Linked DNA regions of Drosophila melanogaster: region 1 is linked to region 2. The links are chromatin contacts, called in public Hi-C maps. All regions are on one chromosome and are shown on one strand. Each heading gives the region's core, a stretch centred on a gene start, on an enhancer-like site or on the middle of the called end of the contact. The rest is flanking DNA. Distances are from core to core; before and after follow the strand shown.

What was found. Hi-C and Micro-C count contacts between places; a contact is called where the count stands out from the background.
Region 1: a contact with region 2 is called in a Hi-C map of the Kc167 cell line, with 2.3 times the contacts expected there. The contact joins the promoter of CG1354 here to the promoter of Gga in region 2. A contact is called at or near these places in 7 of 107 Hi-C or Micro-C datasets (the Kc167 cell line, the S2 cell line and wing imaginal disc).

What each region holds. Positions count from the first base shown.
Region 1 is chrX:9,775,547-9,780,869 of dm6, reverse strand. CG1354 reads right to left here and starts at 2,128. Exons shown (of 6, transcript NM_167202.4): 1 at 2,061-2,128; 2 at 1,957-2,002; 3 at 1,628-1,818; 4 at 569-629; 5 at 1-359. The coding sequence starts at 1,808.
Region 2 is chrX:9,598,508-9,603,517 of dm6, reverse strand. It overlaps Gga (Golgi-localized, gamma-adaptin ear containing, ARF binding protein), which reads right to left and starts at 2,488. Exons shown (of 5, transcript NM_132343.4): 1 at 2,342-2,488; 2 at 2,107-2,264; 3 at 843-1,437; 4 at 1-773. The coding sequence starts at 2,378.

The DNA.
Region 1 (5,323 bases), core at 879-3,378, 180 kb before region 2:
AGCGCAGATGACGCTTCTGATCGATAAGGATATCCTTAATCTTAAGCATCGAATCGTATTCGGGCTTGAGCTTCTTGTCGCCGCCGCGGGCCACCACCTTCTCCAGTTTGTCCAAGTTCTTGAGCAGATTCTCCTCGTCCTTGAGGCGCAGCTCCTCGGAGATGATCTCCAGATCGCGCACCGGATCCACCTCGCCCTCCACGTGGGTCACATCCGGATCCTCGAAGGCGCGGCACAAGTGGAAAATGGCATCGCAGGCGCTGATGTGCGAGAGGAAGTCGTTGCCAAGTCCCTGACCCTCGGCGGCTCCCTTCACCAAGCCAGCAATGTCCACGACGTTCAAATAGGCAGGAACCACACTAGTTTTTTTTTTTTAAATACTTATTACTTTCGATTGTGCAGAACTTTTCTATTAAACTTAACAAGCAAATGGCAAGCAAATAACGAAAATAGCAAGTCCCGAAACTTGTTACGCGTTTTAAATGCGTTTCGTGATGCAGGTATATGTTTTTTTTTGTTACAAGCAATGGAAAACTAAAATGCAATGGATTTGTATGCTCCAACTCACCTGGCCGGCTTGTGGTACTCCACCAGGTAATCGAAACGCTCATCGGGCACCGGAACACGACGTGTGGGTAAGGCAAAAGCCATCGGCGGCAGCATCAGCAGGAGCAGATGAAAAGAAGAGGTAAGACGCATGTTAGTCGGGATGACTTGGCTGGACGCAGAAATGCAGAAATCCAAAAATACAAGAATATGAAAAAACAAAAACGATTGACTGACTGACTGGCTTGGTAGCCCGGCAGCATCGGCGGCCAATCATGGCAATTTTCTATAATTTTGCGCCATCCGCAAAGGGGCAGCGAAACCAAAATGAAGTCGCTCACAAATAAAAAGCGCAGGAAAATGAAACCGAAACGAACCGAAGGCGGGGGCAATTTGCATATTGGGAACTGGATCTGATAAAATTGCTAAGGCCGCGACACGCCCACAACGCGAAGGACAGTGAAGCATGGTTAGCTCAACTTTTAAAGGTGCCTTAAATGAATACAAATATGGTTTCTTAACTAATTTATAGAGTTAAGTGTGCGAAACTATCTGTTACTTCTGTAGTCCAAAAGGAATGGAAACATGAGAACACTCTGTATGAGATACATAGTAAGGATAATCTATAAGATCAAATGCTTATAGCTTGAAGTTTGCTAAAATTGAAGTTTTCGTGCTTTAACATTTGGAATTATCTACAATTGAAGACTATTTCTATGATAAAATGGTTAATAACCAGAAGGTATACTAGCCATAGCATAGTGTTTAGATCTAAGTTCCTGACACATTGAATCCCCCACTTAGCTGCGAATCTCAGAGATTTGTGTTACCTATCGAGGCTGCACTGTGGCTATTTTAGAAGGTCCAGTCGAGAGAGCAATTTGGAATTAGAAGCGGCGGCGGTTGCTCCTGGAGGCCATTGCTGCATCGCCGGCATAAAAATTATATTCCACGAGATGATTACAATGATCGAGGAAATTGCCACCGCCCGCAGGTTCGCCTGGTAATTGGCCAGATATATGTATGTAAAGATATATATATATATAAATATATATATATGTGTGTGTTGGGGAATACTTATTCTCATTCGGCTTGATGGTGCAGAAGGGGAAGTTCTCCGCGGGGGCGGCACTTTGGGTCAGAACGTTGAAAAAAGTGGACTTGCCCACGTTGGGAACGCCAACGATACCGATTCTCAGATTCGTTCCAATTCTGCCGATCAGCGGCTTGCGCTCCGGTTCGTCGTGCTTCTTGGGCGGCATCTTCGTTGATCTGCGGTGATATGGCAAGTCGTTAGTTACATATATCCGATTAATCAGGTATGTAAATACATATATGTATATGCATTTAGATGTCAACTATTTTTATATGCTGCCGGACATAACCTCACATTGCCGGCTGCTAGCTCACCTAGCTCACTAAACGCGTGGATGCTGTCCACTGAACTCAGCTCCAGCTGTGGATGGGAGTTAAGGTTAGTTATTGCCAAATGAACTTAAGCCCCTGTTATTTACAAATATTTACGAAAATTTAAGCGTCCGCTGTTTTTTGCGGCTGACGGCGTGGAAGGAAAGAGAGCGAGCGAGATGGGTATAGGCCGGTCAGCTGTTGACGCGCAGGGTTGCATGCCGACTAGCGCCCCCGGGCGGTTGAAATGGGCGTCGTAGCTTAGCACCGCAGGCGGTAGGGGGCGCCAGCGGGCAGGGCGCGTAATTTGAATTTAGCTCGAGGGCTATGTTATTATCGCACTGGAATTTCAGCATTTTTCAACAGGTTTGACGTCTTCTTACATTATAATTGTTGTGCGGGCATAAGTTTACTTGTGCTTTACTGGTTTGCTCAAAACGAATTGGTTAATAAGGTTATCCTATTTAAAACCTTTATATAATTATATTGCTTCCTAATTAACTCTATCAAATTAAGTGCCACAATATACGAAATATATTGCTGTTATAATATTGTACCCTATTTTATTGAGAACTATGCAATAACTGCCAAGGCTTGAAAGCAATGCGATCAATTTGATGGTTTAATTTTGTCTAGATATACAGGTCGTGTTCCTTCTTCCCAACGCCTTTAGTTTTGACCAGGTTTTCAGGTAAATGCGATCGAGTTAACTGTCAAGGTCGTCGGGCCGACGCACGTACACGCAATTTGGCGGTTTAGTGAAAAGCCCGCAATAATCAATAATTTCGCATAATTAGCGAACCGATCGGCGGATCGATTCCCTGCCTTTATGGCCAACTGAAACGCAATCCGCACGATGGGTAGAAAAACGAAAAGTCGTCAGGAGGAGAGACCAAGGGTGGTTGAGAATCAGGTTTGTTGATCTTTCGCGACTGTTTGGCAATCGATTTGGATCGTTGGTCGATGCGCTTTGATTGATTCCCTGGCCCGCGTTTATGGCCCTAATTAAAAGATCCGTTATGCGTGATCGGTCTACCTTTCAGTATTCGAATATCATGTGCGTGCTAGAAAACTTACTTATAATTTCACGCTGTCTTGCCTCCTCGACCAGTTTCTTTACTCAAGGCATCTCTTTGCGGTTGTCCGACCGTTTAAAAATCCATTTGCAACTGACCCTGGACAACTGTTTTTCGTTTTTTGTTTTCATTCTTTTTTTTTCCACTGGAGCATGTAATACCTTTGTAATGTTTGTCCACAAAACCGCAGGAGGTCCACGCCTGCTGACGATTGAAAGTTTTTCGATCGATTTGTGGTTGTGTATGCTCTTATAAACAACCTGCATTCTGATCCTTTACAAAAGTCGAATACTATCTTATTGGTTTTGTATGTTTATTGAAATATCAATGAAGCAACGATTTTAACAAAAATCAGCATTTAAGATTACTTACTTTCCTATATTAGATTACAAATAAACACAAGTGCATCAAGAATGAAATCTCGACCACATATAAAGAAAAAATATTTAACAATACGCAGCAAAGTTCCATTTTCACACATTTCCCAGAAATGTTTCATTATTAAATATATACAACTTTCGACACAATTCCAAGGACTCTGCGCTACGCCCAAAAGTTATTCAATTTCCAGCATGATTATTTAACGCTAAGCCGGCTTATTTTGCATATTATTTGTTGTTTGGGTTAATTAAGCTGACTTTTAATTGCCTTTTATTGCACTTAATTATTGGAGTCGGGTAGAAAATGGTGCCCGCATACGGTCGCTGGCAAAAGAACGCGAATGGGGCACGTAGCTGGGGCCTCATAAATTTGTATACATATGACTGACTAATTGCGGTTCCCGCGGAATTAGCCCAACGAGCCACCACGCATCTCGATTTCCACTCCCATTCGCACCCACATTACGCGCGGGGCGTGGCCACAAAAAAAAAAAGAAAAAAAAATGTGAAAGAAGGTGGCCAGGGCATTGGGGGCGTGGCCGCGGGGGCAGGTGGAAACGAACGCCATCAAACAGAAATGAACTGAATGCATATAAAACATCGGCAGCGTGTTTCAATGAGCCAAGCTCATTCGTTTCCAGCTTGTTGCTCCAATTAAAAAAGTGGTAACAGAAAGCAACACAAAAAAAAAAACAACTAGAAAAGTGGCAAAAACGAATACAACAACCAACAACAGCAAGCCATTCATATTTATAACCATTTGGCGGTTGGTTTTTTTATTGCCTTTAATTATAACGTGGTCCGTATTCAAATTGTTCTGGCTTGGAAAATTTTCAGAAGCAAACAAAAGACTTAGGAAACGAACTCGACTGATCTTTAAGCGGCATTTGGTAGGTGGAGGAGTTCAATTGGGTGGAAAGGTAAAAATATAACAATTTAATCTAGACAAGCCTGAAAAAAACATGTTTAAAAATATTTGGAACTAAAAGGTACATTTCATTGATATTGTTTATACAAATAGCAAAAACCAAACGTACACTGAATTATAAACTAAAAAGAATTTAAAGAATTCGATTTTAACTACATTTTTGGACAATTCTTTTTTATTTATTCAGTATTAGTATTAGTATTTATTTGTAATCTCTTTATTTATTAATTCGTTTTTCGATCAAACTTTTACAAATCAGATATTTTAACTTATCTTCAGTTATCTTCGGCATCGGATTGCTTCTTTGATCCTCCCCCATTCTCCATGTTGCACTCTCCTCGATCCACACTTTTATTTTATCCAAACCATTTGCATAACGATCTTAACTAACTTGTGGTAGCCATATTCACATCCATATCCATATCGGAGGCAACGTCAAGTGCATCCTCCCTAATAACCGCGACCGTCATGCAAATTGCAACTGCTGCAAGACTTATAACGATGTGCCATCAATGCATCAGCTGCCAAATTACATGTTGCAGGCCACCGAAAGAAATTATGAATTATTACGGAAAATAAGAAAATAAGAAAAGCAAAGGAGGGAAAATGCATGCATGGAAACTAAGACAAGGATCTGCATGAGGATGGCATAGAGTTCAAAGGATGGGGTATCAATTTTGGGGTATAAATTAGAGGAAGTGGAAAAGGTGCCGCAAAGAGGGTCGATCGTGTGTCATTGTTATAGAAAAAGCCTGACACCGGAACGGACAAAAAATATGTATATATAAATTCGTTTTTATTTTTTTTTTTGTATTCCGAACATATGAAATATACAAATGGGGCGTTTCCCTGGCCACGCCTCCAGCCACACGGTCCGAAAATGGAAATCGTAATAAACGCAATAATAATCATGAGCTGGGAAAACAACAATGCGCTAAGGCAGAAATAAAAAAATATATATATATTTATATGACGAGGAACCCAAA
Region 2 (5,010 bases), core at 1,239-3,738:
GGCCGGCGGTACAACTGTCACTGGAGCCACGACGGCTTCATCCTTCTTTTCCACATCATCGCTGAGTAAAGGAACATCGTCTATGGAATCAACAGTAGCTGTGGCAGTGGCAATAGCAGGAGCACTATCAGAAGCTGGGTCATTAGCAGTCGTTGGCTCCTCTGGCGCCTTTATGTGCATTCGTTCGCGTGCCAAGTCGTTTAGCGTGATCTTCTCGGGATCCCGCTTGAAGCTGGGCATCCGATCCTGGGTGGGCAGGATCTGCTGGAACAGCTCCTCGCTGAGCATATCGATTTGCGGCATCTTTCTGATTGTTTCCGGCACTTTGCTGGCGCTGCCTCCATTGCCATTGGCCAAAGCCTCGGTTGTGGTGCCCTGACTAATGACCTGCGGCTCCAGCAGCGTGGTTGCATTCTGGAATGGCTGACTCTGCTGCTTCGCTTCGCTTTCGGCCAGAGCGCTGCTAAAGATGTCACTTAAATCGGCCAGCGGATTCGAACCGCTAGCCGCGGCATTTGGTAGGCTTGTGGTGGCTGTAGTTGCAGCTTTATTGCTTCCGTCGATGAGCAAATCGCCGAGCAGTTCGTTCAGCAACTGGGCGTTATTGGAGCTAGTGGTGGCTGTGGTCGAGCTGGCCGTCGACTTCACTGAACTAGCTACTGTTGGAGCACTCGTGGTCAAGGCAGCAGCGGTGCTCCTTGTGGGCGATGGCACCAGAAGCTTGTAGCGCTGCATGGTGGCCAGTAGAGCGCAATTGGCATCCAGAGTGTCAGCTGCGAAGGGAGTTGGACGTGTTATATAAAGAGCTAAATGGTGAACCATTCAAGAGGGACCACACCCACCTACAAGCTGCGCATCGGAATCGTCCAGCAGCTGCGGCAGATGCTGAAAGATGGGCTTGTGCTTCTTGCAGCTCTTGTATAGCTCGTGCAGTGTTTCGCTGACGTCCTGGTTGGCGGGATCGTAGGTGTCCAGCATTTGGTTGAGCAGCTGCATCGTCTCCTGCACCTCGCAAAGGACTAGACGATGCTGGGCCAGCAGATCGTTGCGACGCGCCTCCTGTGCCATCCGATACTGCAGCAGTAGATTGGCCCGCTTGAAGTTCTCGGGATTATTGCTCTTGATCAGCTTGGCGAACATGGCCTCGTCAATAGTGCCCAGTACACTCTCCCTTTTGGCCACCGCCGCCTCCGTGGTGCCGTGTTCGATGTCCCCCTCCTTGCGCAACATGTCGTAGGCATCGCGTATCTTCTGACGCTGCGGGAACTCGGTGGTCCACAGCAGTAGGCACTCCATGATCCGCTGCTTCACTTCGTGCGGCGTCTCGGCGCCCTTGTACTTCTTCGATACCAGGCGTATCAGTTCGTTGAGAAAGCGGAATTTGGACGCCTCGTCCTGGAAGTCGTCGCCGCACTGCGTCATGCACTCCTCCAGCAGCTGCAAGCGGTTAACGGGTTAAATCAACATTTACTTTAATTTAGATTACTCATGTTTTAATGGAATTTTACCAATACTAGTGTTTTGATTACTAATGGATGTCACTTTCTGCTCAATCAAGTTATGAAAAAAAGTAACTATTTTACACTGTAAATATTAATGTTTGTTAAAAACATTTAAAATTAAGATATATAATCTAATTCTTTTTCCTCGACAAAAATAAAGCAACAAATATGGTGACAAACCAAAGATAAGAGATTAGGAAAGCTGACAAGTGCAAGCGAAAAACTAGAATAAAAACAATAATAATACTAAGACAAACTAGTAATAATGCAAGTTAATTTATGTTTTGAAAGTTGTCGGATACCAAAAATGCAAATACCGCTAACTGTTGCATATTGTTTTAGCTGCTTTTGCGCCCAGTTGGCCAGGCAATCGCAATTTCGATCGCAAATATTAACAATTGATAACGAAATTGTTGTTGCTAATTCAAACGCAGCCATAAAAGTGCGTGCGTATGTGTGCGCTTTTCGCCCACTGTGCAGCTGCGTGTGTATAGCCCACACATACCCCTTTACCGTTAAGTGGTTGTGGGTGGTAATGTGAAAGGGGGATGTGGGGGTTCGATGCAAAGAAATGGGGTGAAAAGTGCAAAATATAACCGTTTACCGAAATCGCTCGCGTCGCCTCCGTCACATTTGTGGATCGCACCTTGGCCACAATCATCTCCTGCGCCTTGTGCACCAATTGGGCGTTGCTTTTGACCACAATGCAGAACATTTGCACGCCCAGTTCGTCGATTTTCTGTGCCGGATTTGTTGCTCTCTCTGCGTTGCAGGCGAAATGCCGCAAAAAGTGGCTTAGTTATGCTAGTTACGGCGGGCGAATTGGCAGCTGCACTCACCCAGCATCTCCTCCATTATGCTCTCGTCGGTTGTCATTGTGCGGGCTCAATTATATTAACTGGGGGATAAATAATATTTGCGTTGATTTCGAACATCAGACATATTGTTGTTGTTCTTCCGTCGACACTATCGATAGTTTGGCGAGCTTTGCTTTGCTATCGATATATTATCGCCGGTCAGTCGCCGTGTGGCTGAGAATGTCATTTATACTGCAACGAAATACCAACAAGTGATGCCAATTTGATTTACAAGAGTGCACGACGTTGCCACTTGGTTTTTAATGGTTTAATGGTTTTTAACCGTTAAATTCAAAAAGTTTACTTAATTAGGGAAGAAGCAATTCATACGAAATGTTCGTGTATATCCATCAAAACAAACGAACAGCTTTGCAACTGACTGAAAAATGCGTAGTACATGAGTTTTTGCAACCCCATACACGTGTGTAGTGACCCTTTTTATTTCATTCATTTCTACCACCATTGCATGTACAAGACCATCTTATGTAAGTATATGCAAGCACGTGGGCTGGCTGTGTGTGCGTGGGCAGCAACCTGTGGCCATTTCACCTTAAGTTAACCTTTCGCCAGGACATCGCGCAGGCGTACGAAATTGGCTGGCTATAATTAGAAGCACTTGCATCATCATCTTGACGGGGAACTGGAATTCGGTGCCCCAAACGGTTCACGTGGTGGTGGGGTCATGGTGGTTTCATACCCATTAGCCGTGGTGTAGTACAGGCTTACTGGACAGTTCGAATGGAATTGTATCCAAAGTTGCCACATAGTTAATAAAAAATCCATTTAGGCGACGTTCTCTTTTCTCATGAGCTGCAAAGTGTGCTACAATATATTTTCAGGACAGCAGTTCACACTATATGTACTATGGTTATTTCACACTATATTTTCTAATTTAGATGCAGAAGTTTGGTTGAATATATACCATTAAATATGGATCTATAATATGTAAGCCTTAAGCTAGGCAGCATAACTTGTGTGGCGGGTATCTCAAGGTCGTGGCACCCGACTATTGCGTTCTTTTTTTGTTTTTTTTTTTATCGTATTTTCTGTGTTTGGCAACACGTGCGGCACTCACACACACACACTCGCGTAGGAGGCTCGTCGCCGGCCTGCGCATGTGTGTTGGTGTGTCGGTGTGGGCCCGCTCTTTCGCGCGCTCTCTCAATCTCAATCGGTCTGGCTAAAACTGTTATACCAAAACCAGTTTACATGCGCCGACGCGTATAACAAAAGCCTCTGTCGACGCCGCCGCTTCTGCTCAAAAAGGACAAACTCAAGGGCAAAACTCAAACGCACACTGAGGTCTAGAAGACCAGCGAGCAACAACAATTACGGCGTGTGCCTTGTAGCAATTTCGTGCGGCTGACTTTGATAAGTTCGCCTTGATTACCATACTCGGGCATATGCATATAAGTATGTATACATATGCTCATGGGTTTTACGTAGTGGACTGGACCCTATACTATACTATACTGCTAGATTACACAATCGTTCCCGGTTTTTCATTCTATCAACTTATTCCGTTGCCACTCCCACGCAATTTGTTGTTGCGAGAGGATTCCGCGCGTGTGTTTGTATGTGTGAGTGTGCCCACTGACACACTTTTTGTCCTCCCATCTCGCCCATATCCATTTCTCCAACACTCTCTTCCTAATCTCCGCCTCTCTCTATCTCTCCAACTCTGCCTCTACCTCCCTCTCTGTCTACTTAGGCGCGTGGGCGTGTTTGAGCTTGCCCTTTGAGGTTATGTCCGCTGATTGCATATTTGAGCAACTTCCATTGATTAGCCATCAACGAGCCGCTGGAATAACCAACGCAGTTAAACTGCGTATCTCTATATGTCGCCTGGCCCTTTGTTAGGTGCCATTATTGATATTGATTGCCATCGACGACGACGCGGCCAAACTTTTCCACGCACGCAAAAACAGCTGGCGTCTACCGTTATCTCTGGCAAACAAAATGCCGTTAGCGATAGTTTTGTACCGTTGCTGTAGCCAAACAAAATACTTAGCCGATTCAATCAAGCTTACCGTTGGATGGCTTACCGTTACCGTTGGCGAATAAATACCCGATACCGATGCATTTAATAGCTTATGTATGCATGCATCGTATGACTACAATTATCACATGGGTGATCAATAAAAATGGCTATAACTGGTACTTTTGGTCGAGCCTTAGGAATGTGATACCCAGAATAGCCCATTGCACCCCCGCTGAGGTGAAGTACTTGAGATCGAGATCCGAAGGCCACTGCTATTATCTCGGCACTATCGAACGCCAATCGCATTTCTTATTGCACTGGTGGGCAGTAAAATATTGCCACATCCGGAGTCTGGAACGTAGATCTTATCGGACGGGGGGGCAAACAACAATCGCATTCCTTTCGATAGGGAAAGTTCTTGGGAAACGATTGATTAATGCAATGGCGGTTTCTATTTTTTACACTTTTCGCCATTTGTACATACATATGTATGTATGTATATGTTTATTGCAAATTGATAAGTGCCCCGTCGAGGAATGGATGGATGGAGGTACTTGACAAACAGATTGCCCATAATTTCGTACATAAGACCCCCCTCCATGAACCCTTGGCTTTATCAATACCGGGCCCGATATAGTAAACAAAAAAATGACAGATTTGGATAGATATT